6 separate regions of the Mus musculus genome follow, and all the other regions are linked to region 1. Evidence: chromatin contacts called from public promoter capture Hi-C data. All regions are on one chromosome and are shown on one strand. The core of a region is the stretch at or near the end of the contact, and the rest is flanking DNA. Distances in the headings are between cores, read along the strand shown. Region 1 holds the start of Cpox (coproporphyrinogen oxidase). Region 2 holds the start of Nfkbiz (nuclear factor of kappa light polypeptide gene enhancer in B cells inhibitor, zeta). Region 3 holds the start of Cep97 (centrosomal protein 97). Region 4 holds the start of Zbtb11os1 (zinc finger and BTB domain containing 11, opposite strand 1). Region 5 holds the start of Pcnp (PEST proteolytic signal containing nuclear protein). Region 6 holds the start of Senp7 (SUMO1/sentrin specific peptidase 7).

Region 1 (3,000 bases), core at 196-2,695:
TTTGTCCAAGGCAGCTTTTGGATGCATCAAATTGCTTATAGAGGGAACATCTTCATATACTACAAATAGGACTTGGGAGTAATTTACCAGGAAGAGGTGTGTGTGTGTGTGTGTGTGTGTGTGTGTGTGTGTGTGTGTGTGACTGGTTTTGTTTCTTTTGAGACAGGGTCTTACTATGTCGCCCTGGCCATCCTGAAAGTCTTTAAGTAGACAAGGGTGGCCTCAAATTCATATAGGTCTACCTGACTCTGCATTCTGAGTGCTGGGATTAAATATGTGTGCCACTATGCCCTTCTAGGAAGATGGTGGCTTTTATTTTTTTCTCATACAAATCCGTTTGTTTGTTTGTTTGTTTTTAAGGATTCCAGTAAGCACTGTACATTAAGATTAAGGTGGAATCAGAGAACAGGAGAGAGAGACATCCAAACAGGCTGGAAGCTAGTACACAATTTGTTCAGGGTAAGTACACAATTAGTTATTTGTCTGGGCAAGTCTCCTGAATTTCCCATTTGGCTTATTCTTGGCTAGCTTCACATTAGCAGAGCAGGATCATAAAGGAGAAGTTTCTTACAGAAAATTAGAGAGATTCCTTTTCGTTAAAGAGCTTCATTTATCACCAGGAGGCCCAGCCAGACCCAGGCAACCTTCCAAAAGATAATTCTTATCTTTCCTTCTCTTCCAAGTCGGCCTCCAGCCAGGGCACACTACAGCTAAAAGTTAAGGGTTTCTCTCCTCTGCAAGCTTTGTCACTTCTCGTGAATTCATTTGCCTGCCACATCTGCCAGGCCTGAGCACGCATGCTGCTCCAGGTAGTTTGTGGTTGCATTTGTGTAAGAAGCAGGGGAGTGAACATATCGGTCAGAACCATACCCACTGAGCTCCAATTCCTGCTACAGCCAGAATGGAAGCTTGTGAAAGAATAACCAGTGGCCTCGATTATTATTTGTTAGTAGAAATTAGAATCATCAAGGATAGTTAAAGGGCAAATGAGCCCTTCTGATACTATAAAATAATGCTGGCAATGATATATGCTTGGAACAAAACTATTAAATGTGTGAGCTTCTGTCCTCATATTTTCAACGGGTAGGGCTATGGGGAAGAACAGAGATCCAGGATAGTAAACCGGAGTGCGAATATTTTCTCTGGATCTACTCAGGAGCCCACTACCCTGAACTCTTTGGGTAAGCCAAGCACAGGGACAAGGGTGCATCCTCCAGACCCACAGCCAGGACGAAGACAAGGGGTGTGTCTCCGAGTTGTTATTTCTGCCCGTTTGTCGTCAGCCTTCTAACCCCACTTTTGCTCACTGTGGGTGAGCGAGCAGGGCAATCCAAGGTGTACGTGACTAAAGCGCCTATCTTATCAGTCCAAGCACCTCCACAGTCCTCTGGCAGCACAGGAGGCCCGCGTGCGAGCAGCAGGACCCACCTCTGTGCGCAGGGTGCAGTCTTATCTGCTCTTTCCGGGAGCGGTCAGGCGAGTGCAGGAGGCGATAGGACGGGACTACAGTTCCCAGCAGCCTCCTCGGCTCCCGCCAGCAGCCTGCGACCTACACTCGCAGCAGCTCTTCCGAACTCCACGTAGCAGTGCTGGGGAGTCTGGGTCTCAGGACCCTGGGAGCTCCGGTGGGTCTGCAGGATCGGATTTGCCCAGTCCCGGCGGGAGATGGCCTTGCGGCTGGGCCGCCTGGGTTCGGACCCCTGGTGGCGAGCGGTGCTGGGCGACTATGCTCAGCTGCGCGCCGCGTCCCCGCGCTGCGCGTCCGCCCGCGTCTGCCAGCTGCCTGGCACGGCTGGTCCCCAGCCTCGCCGCGGGCTGGGCTACGGCCCCTGGGCTAGAGGCGGGTCCGGGCTGGGGACCCGGCTGGCCGCGACGCTGGCGGGGTTGGCAGGGCTGGCAGCCGCCGCCTTTGGGCACGTGCAGCGGGCGGAGATGGTGCCCAAGAGCTCGGGGGCGCGGAGCCCCTCACCTGGACGGCGGGAGGAGGACGGGGACGAGCTGGCCCGCCGCTGCAGCACCTTCATGTCCTCGCCGGTGACCGAGCTGCGGGAGCTGCGGAGGAGGCCGGAGGACATGAAGACCAAGATGGAGCTGATGATTATGGAGACCCAGGCTCAGGTGTGTCGGGCACTGGCGCAGGTAGATGGCGTTGCCGACTTCACTGTGGACCGGTGGGAGAGGAAAGAAGGTGAGGAGAGAGCTCCTGTTTCTTGGTTGGGCACCAGTTGCAGTTTAGGATTGGGGATTTAAAGTAGAACAGTTTTTACAGGGGGGTGGGGGTGGGGGGTGATCTGTCAGAAGGGACAGACTTGAATGACTGACATTGAGAGAGCCATTCGCTTTCTACTTGCAGATGTGGACCCAGAGGTGCCAACAATGTAGGACAAGTCACTTGAAAATATTGGCAATTCATAGTTGCACTTTTTTTTCTATAGGTTTGTTAAAGAACATCTGCAGGCAGCAAAGTGAAGCTTTCATGTTCAGTTTGTTACTGAACACGTCTCCCCCCCCCCCCCCCCCCAACACACACATTTTTTATTTATCCATCTGGGTGCATTTGTCCCTGCCCTATTAGAGGCAGAAGAAACACTGATCCTTTATGTCTGCTAGATTCCCTATGTCAAGAGTCTCCCTACTGTTTTTTGGCGGGTTATATAAGGAATATTTGATTAGTCTTCCAGTAGTTCTTACTAAATTGCATCATCAAATTTCTTGAAGGATTCCTTAGAATGCCATTCATGTTGAGTCATGTATTGGTGGCCATGTTGTTCCAAACAGAGTAGTCCTTCCCTGTTCTCCCCTCCCGCCTTAATTTTAAACTTGAGGATTTCTGACTTTTTCCAAGCTGGAAATACAACAGTATATCATCAATCCATTGTGAGTTATGATGCTACCACGTCTATATTAAATGGGAGTCAGTCTGATTTTCATGGTTTTTCATCTTGTAATGTTTTAGGGTAAAAGTCACTGACCGACCCAGACACAATCTCAAACACTAGA
Region 2 (3,000 bases), core at 287-2,786, 2.8 Mb before region 1:
ACACCCCAATGGCCAGACTCTAACAGCACTCCTCTGGAGTGACAAGAGTTAAAACTTCCATGCCCACGTCATAGGGAGAAGAAAACGCACTTTCAGGAATCTCCCATGGCTTGTGTGGTAAACCAAGAACTAGAAACAATCGATGGGTTCAGCCAGATGTCCACGGGCCTACAAACTTCAGAAAGGGCTGTCAAAGCACGCACACCGCGCTTTTCAGGGAGCTGTGGGCAACACTGTGGCTTAAGGCACAGTGTTTTAAATCAAAAAATAACTTTTTAAAAATAAAAGACAACCAAAGCTTATGAGTAGCCAGTGTTAAGGAACAGCAAGGGGTCATTCTTTAAAATAATTGCGATGAGAAGCTCCAACAACTGAGAAAATTTAGGCGGTGTTTAAATCTACCCACAGCTGCATCCTGTTTCTCCCTCCCCCACCCCCCCAAATTATGCAACTCGGTTCGTGAAGAAAGGAAACCATACAACCCGCAGCTAAAGAAAGGGCTTCGCTAGATGTAACTTTTCCATTCTCAAGCACACAGAGAAAATCAGAATTCTGAGCAGGCCTCTGAACCGCCAACATCGTAAACTAAGCGCAGAACACTAAATCACTTTTCTGAACCAGGCTTTCCTCTACGTCCCGAAAAGTGGGTTTTCTTTGATTCATCCCTACAAATAGATTAGGAATACGGGTGTCTTAAAAATCCAGTTCCCAACGCTTTACCCTCTGCCACTGCTTCTCACTGAAAGAGTTACAAGAAGGAAACTACATCTCTCTCCATCAGCTCCAAAAACCTCATAATAGTGTTATAATTTCTCAGAGGTTCTTGAATTCGGAGGTCGGGGGAGAAGTGAAAAGGGAAAAGGTTATGAGATGGAAGAAAAGAGAATCCGAGGCTCTCAAGTTCTTTTCCAGGAAGCCAGCGCGCTAGCCCTCAGGGTCCCTTGGGCGCTGGACTCCGCAGAGGTCTAGGCAAGGACAACGTGCCAGAATCAGGACAAGGCATCTAATCACTCATGACTATTCGCGTCTGTCCGGCCGCTAAGGAAGTCACAGGGGCCGCTTAACGTCTCGACTATGGGGGGGGGGGGGGGTGGAGGGAAGTCCCTCCCCATCCTCCCAGCGTGTGAACCCCGAATAGAGGGGCAAGGAATCTCGCGGGTGGGTACCTTGAGGGCGCTCGGCGCGGGCGCCACCTCTGGGACGGGACTCCACGGCCCCGCAGGAGGACACGGAGGAAGTGGAGGAGAAATCGGAGGAGTCGGAGCCGGGCGAGCCGGGCGCGGAGGGCACGGCGGACAGGTAGCCGGTGTCGCCGGCGCCGGGGGCGGAAGGAGGCGAGGCGCCGTAGAAGTAAGCCAGGTTGAGCGGGCTGGTCATGAGGCCGCAGTCGCCGGCCGCGTCCAGCAGCCCCTCTCCGCCGCGGCTGTCGTCCAGCAGCTTGTCCACGATCATGCTCCCAGGCTAGGCGCTCGGGGTCCCCAGACACCTGCGCCACCGGATGGCTACGCGGTTGGCTGCGGCAGAGCGACTAGTACGTGCGCGCCCGGAGGGGACCGGGCTATTTAAATGAACTGACCTCCTCCTCCGCGCTCCGCCCGGTGAGGCGGCGCCTGGGCTGCCTCCCGCCCCGCCTCCGGATGTGTCTAGTTTCCAGTAAAATGCCCGGGATGAGGCAATGTGCCCTCCGCCCTCGCCCCGCCCCGCCCGGGCCGACCGGTTGTTTTCCGGCGGCTCACCTGGAAACCCCGGCTAGCACCCGCGCCCCGAACCCCCGTCGGGGCCAGCTCCAAGTTTCCCCGGTTGGCCTTCGCTGGACGCACCGCATCCCCAGGGGCCCGGGGTCCGCGGCAACCGCTGTCTGCGCAGGGGCTGCGATGCCCGGGGGCGAGCGGGAGCCCCGGGCTGCTGCAAGAACAGGTCCGCCCAGTTCGGGGAGTGGGAAGCCAGAGCGGTGCGTGCAGAGTTCAGTCTCCTCCCTTGCCTCCAACATTTAGCCCGCCTCCAAACCTGGAAGCGGTTGCCCGCGGACTTTCTGGCCTGGACTCAATTTCAGAGCTCTTGCAGTTTCTCTAACTTCATATCTGGGCCATAAGCAATCTTTTTTTTTTTTTTAGTACAGTATTAGAATAAACAGCAATGACTACCCTTTCGTATCCTTCAATACTAGAAAAAAGCTTCTAGCAAAATGATGAATACGCATATATGCGTGTATATTCTTTGTATGTTTTATATTATTTTTTACGTATTATGTAACGTTTTATTCTGCACAACTTGACCTAGTCCTGATAAACACAGGGATTTTGATGCCTCTACCTTGAATACTTTTTTCAATGTTTATACTTCCGCCGCAAATCCAACTAGCGAACCGTCAAGGGAAGTTTATTTTTAAGGGAGAGAAAGAATGAATGATTAAGTCTAAATTTTCAAGTAACATCTTAACACGTGGGGATAAGGTATACACACACCGATGAAAAGAAACTGACTATGATTAAACATCGTGAGAGGTACAAAGTTCAGTGAACAGCCTAAAAAGAGACTTTCTTGTGGAGAGGGGGAGAAGGGGGAAGTCTTCGCAAAGAATGAGATGAGCCCTAAAGGATGGCCCTAAAGCGTTTGCAGGAAAATCATCTGCCAAGAATTAAGGCCAGGAGTCAGGGAAGAATCCGCAGTGCCTTTTAGGACTGCCAAAGGGAAAATAGCATAAATGTGAAAGGTAACCTGAGCGGAGCACCTACAGGGACCAGCGAAGTTACTAGAACTTTAACGTGAGGGAATCTGAAGCTGGCAGAAATGAAACAGTTTTAGAGAAGATGAGACTGAGGGGAGTCCTAGTGGCCTAAGAAGAAGGAAAAAAAAAGTGACCTAGAAGAAGAGATAGTGGCAAAGAGGTAAGTAGAAATAACTAGATCATTACGTAAGTAAATGGCTCTGCTAGGCAGAATCCACAAATCTAGCATTGCTGACGGGGGTAAGCAGCAGGCAGCCCACAGGTGCTACAGG
Region 3 (3,000 bases), core at 164-2,663, 2.7 Mb before region 1:
TTAAAAACTATAAAGTTGTTTTTTTTAAAAAAAAAAAAAAAAAGTGGATGAGCCACGTGCACAGCACAGCTCACACCTTTAATCCCAGCACTGGAGAGGCAAAAGCAAGAGGATTTCTTTGAGTTTTTGATCAGTCACAGCTACATAATGAGACCATGGCTTTGAAAAGAAAAAAGAAAAAGAGTGAGAATATAATATAAACATTGTTCTACATAAAAACATGAGATAATGGGAGAAAGGCATCCAAAATATCATCTGGCTCTTTGGGGGCGGGGAGAATGGCTCTGTAAGTGCTTATTGCTGCTGTTCTCGGTGAGCTAGGAAGGTTGAGAAAAGAAGCTATCAGAGTGGGCGGGGCCTGAGTAACTGCCAATTTCAATTTTTCGATCAGACTGGAGCTACCTTGGGATGTAATTTTTCGGTTCTGCGCTCCTAGAGGGTTTCAATGCTTTTCGGTTTTCTTATCACGTGAGGCGTCGTGAGCCCCTTCTTCGAGATGAAAACTAGACTGTCCTGGAAAAGCGCACCTAGCGTCCGCACACAATTCCTAAGTGTCGACACATGTTTTAGCCGAACTCCTTCCCGTAGGAACTCAAGGGTCTCCGGGTTATGAGCCTCAACTCTACCTACCCTGCTCTGCCCCAATCGGGCCAGCTGCTACCACGCCTCAGAGTGTAACCAAAACAAAAGCTCTGAGGTCGGCGCCCCACGGAGGCATCTCCCAAGCACAGGCGCACCCCCCAACCTGGGCTCTGCCAAACAAAGACCAAACTCGACCCCGGGACCCGGCCTGCAGAATGATCGGGGAGCAACGCGTGTCTGGGTCATTCTCAGATTCTACCACGGCTACTGGTCACTTCCAAAGAAGAGTTCAAGCAGACTGTGATGCGGTTTCAGATGAGATGCTTCCTGAACGTTCTCGGACGAGAAGGAGAGGCACGGGAAATAAAAAGGCTGCACTAATTTCCTGTGGGCACTCGGAACTCAAAGTAAACGTCCCAGAAAGGTCACCGCAGTCCGAAGCCCACTGCCCCCAGTCAGGCTAAGGAGAGCGCGGGACAGGGGCGCCGGGCACCGCGAAGGCTCCTGGGGACTGAAGTCCCTCATTCAGCCTTCACAGTAATGTTGCGGGACTGGACCAGACAGCGGGACTACAACTCCCAGTAGGAAGTGCGCCTCCGTGTTGCTTACAGCCCCTCATCAAAAGAACTGGTCCAAAACTGCACCTCTAAACCCAGGCTTTCTCTTTACACCAAGCAACTGTTTAATATGACATACTGAAGTAAACTTTGGAATTTAGGGGTAGGGATCATCGTACCTTCTCCCGGAGCCAGAGCCCCGTCGACTCGCGCCACCGCCATACTTGCCGCTTGCTAATGACACCAGGCAACCGTCTTCTGCCGTTCTGTAGAGCATGTAGTCAGCAGTGGGGCGCTGCAAACTACAACTCCCAGGATGCACAGCACTCACTCGACCCAATTGGCTCCCTGATGGGACTTGCTGGCTACAATGTGGGAGGTAAAGCTTAGAAGACCCGGGTTGACACCTAAAGTTGATCTGGTGAGCAAGCTGTATTGTTAGATAAACCATTTCACTCCAGGGCCAGGTGTTTGAGAAATTCGACACTTTTACCACCTGGCACATTATAAAGACGTTGTTTAAAACTGAATTTGAGAACTCATTGCCAGAAGTCTCTATGGCAGCTACCCATTTTGACAATTCTGAATTAAGTTTAAAAGGTTTTAGCTTCTCTATAGGAATGACAGTGAAATATTTTGACATAGTCAAATGGATACGTTATATTTGCAATTTACCCAATCTTACCTAATTAAATAGATTTAAAGCCTCAGAAACTGATATTTTTGTTTTAAATGGTGGTTCTTACACATTGAACAGTTTGGTCAAGGAGTATATTTGATACATATGTACCCAGAACTTTTTCCAGAGTATTCAAAAAAGTTTAAAATAGTTTCCAGAGTCAGGAATACTTACTTTACCTGGTTGGGAGGGCACAGGCTGATCTTTTTTTGATTTAACTATGAACTCGGTAATCGGGAACTAGAAATTACAATCTTTGGACAAAACTTGACAGGGGAAGTAAAATTAAGCTAGGGTTTACAAGGTAACTCAATCGTACAAAGGGGGCTCCACTTTCTTTCATCAACTGCTCAACGTACTAAAAGCTACTCTTGGTGTTCGAGAAATTCAACACTTTTACCACCTGGCACATTATAAGGACATTGTTTAAAACAAACTGATGTTGAGAACTCATTGCTAGAAGTCTCTATGGCCGCTACCCATTCTGACAAGTCTGAATTAATTTTAAAGGGTTTTAGCTTCTCTATAGAATGACTCGCTATAAGGCTCTCTCTGAAGTCTGAGGATTCCTGTTCAGGAAAATTCAGTAACTTGGTGCTTCTAGCTTTTCAGGCTCAAAATTCTAAGAGCATTTCCTCTTTCCTGGTTCCCTTTGGCATCACTGCCCTTAAAGACCTTTCTGTTTCCCATTGCTTTAGTCTAAAGATACTTTTCTATTTCTGAAGAAACAATAAGAATTCCCCCCTTCATTTTAACCAGTAGACACCTTACTTGGAGAACAGTCTTACAACTTTATATGTCTGAAAACAAAGCAAGCCTGTCGTGGTGGCCCAAATTTTAATCCCATCAGTTGGGAGGAAGACTATATATTGTTAGATATTGGAAGAGGCAAGCAGGAGGATGTCTGTGAGTTCAAGGCCACCTTGGTCTACATAGTGAGTTTAATCATAGCCTGAGCTATGCAACAGAGAGATTCTGTCTAAAAACAAAACAAGTACACATGTACACACACACATCAGACACACACACACACACACACATCAGACACACCGGAAGAGGGCATCAGATCCCATTACAGATGGTTGTGAGCCACCATGTGGTTGCTGGGAAATGAACTCAGGACCTCTGGAAGAGCAGCCAGTGCATAAATTAAAACAATTGGAGAGGATGAAGAGACAGCTT
Region 4 (3,000 bases), core at 265-2,764, 2.7 Mb before region 1:
TGTGGTACCACAAACGTTTAAAAGCGTCATAGATAATGTGTGTGTCTTCTAGGCAGAAATAAAGAAAAATAGCTTCTTTAACTAAAGTCATTGGGTTGGGAAGCCTGGAACCTTCTAGCTTCAAGGAATAAGCACAAAGCGTCCGGGCATTACAAGGAAACGGGATTGAGAGTTACTTCTGCATGTTATTTAATCATCTAAGCAATCTGGACCTGCATAGTCGTCACCATGGTGATGTTTCTAGAAAATTACTTAGGTAGTTTGGAGAAAATTCGTAACACTGAAGCACTTAATGCTCGGTAATACTGCGACAGTATTTGGCCCAGAGGCTCAGACAGTGGCAATCAATTGCTACAGTTTCAAACTCGGCGGTATCTGGTATATCTAGTCTCAGAGTATACAGAACAACTGACTCAGTTACCGTTTACGGGGAGGGTCTCAGGGAAACAAACAGCGAACCGCTCAAACACGTGGCTTTACAGAGAGCGTGGGAAAGGAAAGGGAGGGCGGTGGGGGAGGGCCCTGCCAAGACTTAAGATGTCTGCTGAGGACCCCCGTATCTGCCCGAGAGAGCGCGTTCCCTCTTCCAACATGTCCTCCGCAGTGTTGACGTCACACCGCCGGCTCCCTGGGAGCGCAGAGCCGTAGCGCGCTCCAATCGGGGTGGCGGCCCCGCCCCGCTCCCGCGCGTCACTTCCGGTGGTGCAGCAGCCATTTTGTCAGTCGCCAGCGGATCCCGCGCGCTGCCGAAGTGCAGTTCCCCCTGGTTACCAGGTGGTCGGTTCTTCCCCTCCGCGCTGCCGGCGGGCGGGCAGGCGGGCGCCCTCGGAGAGAGAGAGCGCCCACCACAGGCGTCGCCTTCGCTCCTCCCCGGGTCGCCGCGGCCCCTCTCCCGAGCCGCGGCGCTGTCTGCCTCTCCTTACCACTGACAGGCGCCCCCGAGGGCGCTGCCGGCGGCTATGTCAAGCGAGGAGAGCTACCGGGCCATCCTGCGCTACCTGACGAACGAACGCGAGCCCTATGCGCCGGGCACCGAGGGCAATGTCAAGCGGAAGATCCGCAAGGCCGCCGCCTGCTACGTCGTGCGCGGCGGGACCCTCTACTACCAGCGGCGGCAGCGGCACCGCAAGACCTTCGCCGAGCTGGAGGTGGTGTTGCAGCCGGAGCGTCGCCAGGGCCTCATCGAGGCGGCCCATTTGGGCCCCGGGGGCACCCACCACACCCGGCACCAGACCTGGCACGACCTGTCCAAGACCTACTGGTGGCGAGGTGAGTGCGCCGGGCCCCGGGGGCCGAGGGGGGCGGCTCGGCCCGGCCTGCGTGCGCACCCGCGAGCCCTCAAGTCTGGGGACCGGGCCGTATCCTTAGCCCGGAGGCGTGCGTGCGTCCGTTCGGCTGCGCGGCAACCGCGGGACCCAGCCGAGCCAAGCGGAGCAGAGCGGGCTGGGGACGCGAAAGCAGCCGCACTTCCCCTACAGGAAGGAGGCCCGGGAGGCTGGGGGCGGACCCTCGCCCGGGGTGGGGCTTCGGGGGCTTCCCTCGGGGCCGGGCCAGGCGGTGGAGGGCGTGGTGCGGCCTATCTGGGCCCGCCCCCGAGGCCCTTAGGGGATGGTGGGAGACCCAGAGGCAGAGGCAGACCTACCCTCTCCCTCTCCCTTCTGCCGTAGAAAAAGCTGTCCCAAACCCTGGCTGCCGTCTCCCAGTGAGTGCCGCTCGGATTTGGCCATTGGACTAGGTCCAAATGTCTGTTTCTGCAACTGCGACACAGAAACAAGGAATAATGTGGTTATTAGGACTAATGATGGCGCAGTCGCTGTGAGTCCCGGTTTTAGGGCATTAGGCAGCCTTCCAGACTGCCAGATCCTTTTTCTCGGGAGATGGGACAAGACCGACATACCATAAGAGGTTTTATTTTATTAGGAGGAATGATGACACTTGTGTCGTATGTTTTTTCTTGTTTTGAGTGTGGCACTCCTCCCACCTCAGCCTCTCACGTGTTGATATTACAGCCCTGACTCACCAATCACGGTGACAGGGATCCTGTTTCCTAACGCTTTAACGTTCTTTTTACTTTGTGAAAATAGCCTCGGGAACTGTGTTACGCAGTGTGTGTTGAGAAAAGATCAGGCAACAGGTTTATTGACGGATTGTTTCTCGATTTGAGGCAAGATCTCACTAAATTACTCAGGCCGGCCTTGAGTTAAGGATCTGAGTGCCTCACTAGCTGGGATTACAGACCTGTACCATCAAATCATTGATTATTTGGGAGCAGAATATAATGACCCTAGCACTGTTTGATCCCTTGGAGAGTAGATGAGAGCAGAAAAGCTTGACCTTTTTCTTTTTAATTTTTTTAAAAATGTATGTGTGTGAATGTTTTCCCTGGCGGTGTGTGTGCCCGCACCAGCTGCCCACGAAGGTCAGGGAAGGGCATTGGATTCAGAACTGGAGTTAGGTTACAGATGTTTCTGACACCAGGTAGGTGCTCAGAATTGAACGCTGGTCATTTGAAAGAGCAAAAGTACTGTTTACTACTGAGCTGTCAAGCCAGTCCCTCTAATCTTTCTAGTAAGTTTTTAAAATTCTATTTTATGTGCTGTGTGTATGTGTATGTACATGCAGGCTAGGGCTGGCAGCCTTATTTGTTGAGTCATCTCATTTGTTCTAGATGCTAGTTTTTGTTAGGTTTACCAACTTTGTCATCAAGCCTATTTTAGGAACTCTTTGGTAGTCCTTTTGTTCCTTAGAGAAATCTTTAGTGGTTAACAGGTTTATCTTATTCTCATACAGTTTTTCTTTATATTTCAAAATTTGTGTGTATGGGTGTTTTGCTTGTATGTAAATGTGTGCCTGGAGCCTACAGAGGTCAAATGGAATTCCTAGAACTGGAGTTATGAATGGTTGTGAGCTACCATGTGGGTGCGTGGAAACAAAAACCTTGGTCCTCTGAAAGAGCAACAAGTGCTCTAAACTGTAATCCATCTTCCCTGGCAGTTAATA
Region 5 (3,000 bases), core at 204-2,703, 2.6 Mb before region 1:
ACCAACATAAAATAATCAATGTAACCCCAACACTGTTAAGATGGAAATATTATTCACAGGACAGAATGTCCCTCAACTGAAAGGGTGGCAAGTACACTGCATACATACACACGAATTTCTTTAGACGTTTAAGGTACATTTTAGCAGTACCTTAAAACGATGTTCTCAGTCAAGGCAAAAGGACCTTAAGTTCAAGGCCACCCCAAGATACTTTAGGCTATAGTTTTTCCTCAAACTACTTTTAACATATAGAAGGTCTAAAGTAAGAACTAAAATCATTAGCTATTTTACTAGTTTATTTTTAAAAAAAAACAAAATGAGGAAGAGACCTGAGAAAGTGGCCGTGGCTTGTAATTCCAGTACTCAGGAAGCCAGAGCTAAATGAGCTCCTAGCTCAAACCGGGGGTGGGGTGGGGGCGGGGGTGTTCGGCAATTAACAAACTTGGTAGACCCTACTTTTGGCCTTTATGCGATACTGAACCTATATGTTCTCACATTTAAGTATTTCAAGGATAAGCCCGAAGAAAGCCAGAACAGTGAAAGGCTAAAACATTCTAAGCATGTGCTAATTATCCTTCCGACAAAAGGGCGTAGGGGAAAAGAGACTACGCATTTCTTTTCCTTTATGTACACCATCAAAAATTACGGGGGTAGGAGGAACGAAAAGATAGCTATAATCTGAGTTTAATTTCGCGACAAATTACAGGAAGATCACACCTTCCTACCACGCCAACGAAATATCTGACATAGACTCCGCTGCTGGCAGCCTAAGAAAGATACCGGAAAGAAAGCGAATCAAACCCTAATTTCAAGCGTTTGCTGCTTGAGCCAGATTCCCCTCTCCCCTGCATCGCCTCGACTTATGCCATCGCAGGGTTTATAAATGTTATGTCTGAAAATACAGCAGAGAGTGGGCTGGGGTCTTCCACCTCCGCAGCGAAAAAGAGAGCATCAACCCTCGTTACGTGTAACCGAGAGGCCGGCGACCTCGGAAAGCCGGCATGCGGCCAGTGCCCGCGGCGGCTCGGCGCTCGTGCGGCGGCCTGAGTGCGCAGCGGGCCCTGAGCTCTCTGCTGTTCGGACTCCCGGGCCAAGCTCCCACCTCCCTTCGCACCGCCCGGTGGTAACCGGCGGCCTCTCTGATTAGGCGACGCGGACCTCGATCTCCCCCGCGGGCCACACCGGGCGTGCCCGGCACTCATCAGGGCCCAGCCCCTGGCCGGGCGAGCGCCAGCTCCGCCGGCTCCTGCGATGCCGGAAAGCCCCCCAACCCGCCCTGGGAACCCCAAAGAAAGGCCGGAGTAGCCCCCGTAGCCCGCGACGCTGGGGTTGTGTTCACCTCCGGCGGCTCCGGCTCGCTGCGGCTTCTCTGGCTTCTCCTCTCCCGCCTTCCCGTCCGCCATCTTCCTCGCCGCGGCCTCCCCCTGCAGCCCGGGCAAGAACGTCACGGCCCCGCCCAGCAACCACAAAGCTTCGGGCGGGCCAGCGAGGCCGCAGCCTAGAGAGGACCTGGAACCCGAGACGGGGACGGATGTGACGTCGTTGGCTGGAACGAGGTGTGTGGTGACGGCTATGGAGGACTGGGCGGTGGGATGGCACGTCCGGGTTAGTACGGACTCACCGATCGTGGAACGGTGGGTTCAATCCTAGGTGCTTCCACGCTCAGCGGTGGTCGCGGCTGGTCCTTCATTTTACGGGATAGGGCTGTGTTCTTACAGAGAAACGTCAGCAGTTAACGGACGCTGTCTTAGTGTTGACACCGTCCAGTGCGGTCCGGTGTGCAATTATCGTTTCCATTTGTGCAATGACACCGAAAAGAGACTTATGGAAGATCACGTCGTAGAGCCTTACGGAAATTGGGGCGGAAGAAATTTCCGCGGCTTTTGCATTCGTGAAAAATTCAGCGTGAGAGTTGTAGCAAGCAAGCAAACATTAAAAGCAGAAATAGGTATACGTGGAGGTCAAGGGCGCTTCCTGCTGTTTCAGAGGACAGTTCAATTCCCAGTTGGGTGGTCTACAGTTAACTGATAACTCCAGTTCCAGAAATCCGACTACTAAGAGTTCACACTCACTTGCATATATTCAAACACCTGTTTAAAAAAAAATACATAAAAAACAAACAAAATCCCCGGCTACACTCCGAAGGGCAGGAGCTGTCTTTCTTACGGAGAAGGGTAGTTTGCTCTACTGCAGTTTGGAGATGTCGGCTTTGTATCTACCCTATTCCACTCATCCCTTCTCTAATAACGTTTAAAATACGCCCCAGCCCAGCTTCAACGTTCGGAATTGCTTTGAATTAGAAGTTATTCACTTCTTGGTGTTTTTCAAGGAGTTTTCTTTACTCCTATAAAACTGTCTGGAGTAAAACTGTCTGCTGGTTAAATCGCCCTATTCTTTCAAGGTAAAAGTATCCGACAGAGTTTTATCATAAAAGCTAGTGCCAGTCTTGTCTCTTAACCTTCATGGACACAATGAACAGCACAAGAGTTGTCTTGTAGCGTTCCCTGCCTCTGTGCTAGCACCAGCACTTGTCTTATACTCAACAGTAAAATACAGGACTCGTCTCTTCCAGATTGGAAACACCTGTTAAGTCCTGCCTCTCCTAGAAACCTTTAGTAGATTCATTTAGTGTCAATGAAATCCATGCATCAAGTATGCTACAGCCTCATCTGTTTCTTACTTCTTTTTCTCTATACTCATTCCTCTGCCCAAATTTGGTCAATTCCTAGCCTGTAATATACACCCAGTATTAGAGAATATAGTTCATTCTGTCCTCCAAGCAACATTGAGTGTTGCTGTCCACAGACCTGCTTTTACTTCTCCATAAAATATCAGTGGACTGTTGGTTGTACCTCAGTTGGCCAAGTGATTGCCTAACGTGCAAAACCCATGGTGGGTTTCATCTCCAACACTGCATAATGAAGTGGTGGCACATATGTCTAATTCCAGTACTTGGGAAGTGGAGATAGGATCAGCCTGGGGTATGGGAGACCCTGTATC
Region 6 (3,000 bases), core at 247-2,746, 2.6 Mb before region 1:
GGCTGGCTTACAGGTTCAGAGGTTCAGTCCATTATCATCAAGGGGGGGGGGGATCATGGCAGTGTCCAGGCAGGCATGGCATAGGAAGAGCTGAGAGTTCTACATCTTGTTCCAAAGGCAAACAGAAGATTGGCAGCTAGAACTGTTAGCATTTTGTCTAGGCTGTACCCCACAGTTACCTGGCAACAACTAGGTGTGCCCGACTGACTATAAAAGGGGCTGTTGGCCACCTTCCCTCTCTCTTCTGCTCTGTTGCCTTCTTGCTCCTGCTCTGTCCTCTTGCTCCTTCTGCCTGTCTCCCCATTCCCCTCCCCCATCTCTCCCCATGTCCTCATGGTGCTCATGGCCGGTGTCTACTCAATAAACTCTATGGGGGAAGGGATGGCTCAGCATGGGCTGGTGGAGGCACCCCATCTCCCACACCTGACTGCACAGCCACCAAACATACTCTTCCTCTCCCTTATCTTTTTACTAACAGAACAAGGACCAGGGTCTTGAAGCCCACACCCACAGTGACATACCTACTGCAAGAGGCCACACCTCCTAATAGTGTCATTCCCTGGGTCAAGCATGTTATAGTCTTAATTCTAGTGGCTATTTTGAAAAGAATTAGCACACAGGAAATGAGAAGGGGAATACATAACATTCCTGGCTCCAACTGGGTGGGAAGATTACAACGTGTCTAAATGTCATACAAGGTGGGGGAGAAAAAAAGATGTGAGTTTCTTGCTCCTGTGTGGGAGGGGGCGCAGGAAGAGCAGAGAGAGAGAAGCGTGGGGATGGTGAGACAGTAACAGATGGCAGGTGCAGGGGAAGAATCCTTGGCCCCAGAGAGTGGAGCTCTGGGACAGCCTGGTGCTTAGCATCTGCAGGAGTAGGGAAGGTGAGAGGCCAGGAGGCTGGGGTAGGGGTATTTGTGGATGGGGACTTTGGGGCTTTGATATGCAACCACAGGTATATGTCAACGAGGAGCCATCTGCCCCATCTCCTAGGCAAGGGAAACAAATGCTAGCCTTTATCTATCAGAGATCTAAGTGCTGGGCCACGACTGTTATTTTGGATCCTGAGGCCTAACAGTACCAAACACAGGCTTTATAGTTTTTGATAGAAAAGACTCATATTTGTTTATTTCTTACATCAAACAACAGGAACAACTACATTTTGCTGTCCTTGTTTCTAAGTTTGAGTAGCCTTCTTGAGGACAAATAGCTAGAAATACCACAGACAGTAGCTTCTCATATTTTGGGGGGTAATTTCGTTCAAAAGGCATAAAAGCAGAGGTACTCGGTATCTGTAATTTTTGTCAACTCAAATTTTATTTTAAAGTCAACGGGTTAAAAAATCGTGAATCAAGTTTTTCCTTAGGGACCCTCGTGGGGTAAGTCCCCTTCGCCTAACCAACGACAGAACGATAGGCTCGCAGGCTAAACAAGGCCCAGGAAGCGCTACCTCTGGCAGAGGTGGGAGGGGCAAGGGACTTCCGGTCGGGGGGGGGGGAGGCGACGACTAGTGCGCAAGCGCGAATCTCACTTCTGGCTTTCTCTCTTCCCCTCCCCCTCCCTTCCCCAGCCCGAGGGGTCCTGAGGTGACAGCGCCTGGAAGTGGGACTGGAGGAGCCGGCGGAGGAGAAGATGGACAGGGCCAGGCCTGGGCGTCGGCGAGCTTCATCAGGTGAGGAGAGCCGGCGCGAGGGCCGAGCCGACCATTGTACCTGCGCGGCTGGCGGCGGCTCCGCGGCGCGGTGGGGAGGGAGAGAGGGAGGGAGAGAGGAAGGGAGAGAGGGAGGGAGAGAGGAAGGGAGGGAGGGAGGGAGCGGCGGGGGCGCGCATAATGGAGAGCTGGAGGGGGGGGGGGCGCCCGCAGCTGTCGAAAAGCCTCGGCCGCCTGCCCCTTCTGCACCCCTTTGGTATGCTCCCTCCTCCCGGGACACGCTCCTTGATTGTCTTCGGTCCAGCGGTCTTCTCTGCTGGCTATAGCCGCTGTCCTGCCACGCCTTCCTCGCAATTGCACCCGCGTTCACTTTCGCTCCCACCTTCCCCGCACAAGATGTCACTCTCCTTTCTGATCCTTTGACCCCTCGCCTGGCCGGCTTCCCTCCTTCCTTTGGCAGATCAGAGAAGCTGCAAGCGAGGAAGGCGGGGCTTGTCGGTCGCCCCGCAGCGCCTCGAGTAAATAAAATACTCCTGCTGTCCCTCTCGTCCGACAGGCTCGTTTAATAGCGTTTTTCTTTTCCAGCCTCCAGCATCTTCCAAAAGTGATTCGAAAGTCAAAGGATTTGAAGCCGGGTTTTTTGTTGTTGTTGTGTTTTTGTTTTTGTTTTTTTATCTCAGCCCATTTTTTGGAATTGTTTTAAGACTTGAAACTCAAGAACCTCTTTTAAGTTTTGTATAAAATTGAGATAGAGCTCCGCCCCGTCGACAAGTTATTGTTATCCATCTCATCTGTTAAGTGCACCTCTTAATTCCTGGAGTCAGCTCCCGTGTGCATAGAAATGCACTGTCTAGTACATAAAACAGTGTCGATGAATTCATTGAGTTGTTTTTGTTTTCTTTTCTTTTTCTGTTTTTGAGAAAAGGTCTCCCTGTGTAACTCAAGATGGGGTCATATTCCTATTCCCCCTGATTACCTCTTCTGAATGGTGGGGTTACAGGCGACCCCCCCCCACTTTTTCCTCTTTCTGTTTTTTTGAGACAGAGTTTCTCTGTGTACTCCTGGCTATCCTGGAACTCAATTTGTAGACCTGGCTGGCCTCCCAACTCAGAGATATGCCTGCTTTTGCCTCCCATGTCCTGGGGTGTTAAAGGCTTGCACCACTACCAACTGAGCTCAACCCATTGTAAACTTTCTCATTATACGGTTTATTTTGGTAGAGTTAGACTCAGCAGTTCCAAATCTATTTAGGTATGCCCGGTGGCAATGTGTCTAAAGCTCTTAAGGCTATGAGCACAGATCTCTGAGGACTCGGTTTGACAGAGTTGAACTCCCAAGATCTCTTCATAT

The links. Promoter capture Hi-C pulls out the DNA fragments that hold promoters and counts their contacts.
Region 2: a contact with region 1 is called in a promoter capture Hi-C map of liver, with 5 times the contacts expected there. The contact joins the promoter of Nfkbiz here to the promoter of Cpox in region 1. A contact is called at or near these places in 1 of 39 promoter capture datasets (liver) and 1 of 484 Hi-C or Micro-C datasets (liver).
Region 3: a promoter capture Hi-C map of liver shows a contact between it and region 1, with 2.9 times the contacts expected there. The contact joins the promoter of Cep97 here to the promoter of Cpox in region 1. A contact is called at or near these places in 3 of 39 promoter capture datasets (liver and pre-B cells).
Region 4: a promoter capture Hi-C map of liver shows a contact between it and region 1, with 4 times the contacts expected there. The contact joins the promoter of Zbtb11os1 here to the promoter of Cpox in region 1. A contact is called at or near these places in 2 of 39 promoter capture datasets (liver and pre-B cells).
Region 5: a promoter capture Hi-C map of liver shows a contact between it and region 1, with 3 times the contacts expected there. The contact joins the promoter of Pcnp here to the promoter of Cpox in region 1. A contact is called at or near these places in 5 of 39 promoter capture datasets (the 3T3-L1 cell line, hippocampal neurons, liver and 1 more).
Region 6: a promoter capture Hi-C map of embryonic stem cells shows a contact between it and region 1, with 2.2 times the contacts expected there. The contact joins the promoter of Senp7 here to the promoter of Cpox in region 1. A contact is called at or near these places in 2 of 39 promoter capture datasets (embryonic stem cells and pre-B cells).

Annotation. Positions count from the first base shown.
Region 1 is chr16:58,668,763-58,671,762 of GRCm38.p6, forward strand. Cpox (coproporphyrinogen oxidase) reads left to right here and starts at 1,446. Exons shown (of 7, transcript NM_007757.2): 1 at 1,446-2,188. The coding sequence starts at 1,666.
Region 2 is chr16:55,820,602-55,823,601 of GRCm38.p6, forward strand. Nfkbiz (nuclear factor of kappa light polypeptide gene enhancer in B cells inhibitor, zeta) reads right to left here and starts at 1,537. Exons shown (of 12, transcript NM_001159394.1): 1 at 1,167-1,537. The coding sequence starts at 1,452.
Region 3 is chr16:55,933,435-55,936,434 of GRCm38.p6, forward strand. It overlaps Cep97 (centrosomal protein 97), which reads right to left and starts at 1,414. Exons shown (of 11, transcript NM_028815.4): 1 at 1,319-1,414. The coding sequence starts at 1,361.
Region 4 is chr16:55,973,103-55,976,102 of GRCm38.p6, forward strand. It overlaps Zbtb11os1 (zinc finger and BTB domain containing 11, opposite strand 1), which reads right to left and starts at 1,515. Exons shown (of 1, transcript NR_027965.1): 1 at 166-1,515. It overlaps Zbtb11 (zinc finger and BTB domain containing 11), which reads left to right and starts at 702. Exons shown (of 11, transcript NM_173026.2): 1 at 702-1,269. The coding sequence starts at 960.
Region 5 is chr16:56,028,264-56,031,263 of GRCm38.p6, forward strand. It overlaps Pcnp (PEST proteolytic signal containing nuclear protein), which reads right to left and starts at 1,454. Exons shown (of 5, transcript NM_001024622.2): 1 at 1,340-1,454. The coding sequence starts at 1,403.
Region 6 is chr16:56,073,908-56,076,907 of GRCm38.p6, forward strand. It overlaps Senp7 (SUMO1/sentrin specific peptidase 7), which reads left to right and starts at 1,497. Exons shown (of 24, transcript NM_025483.4): 1 at 1,497-1,671. The coding sequence starts at 1,632.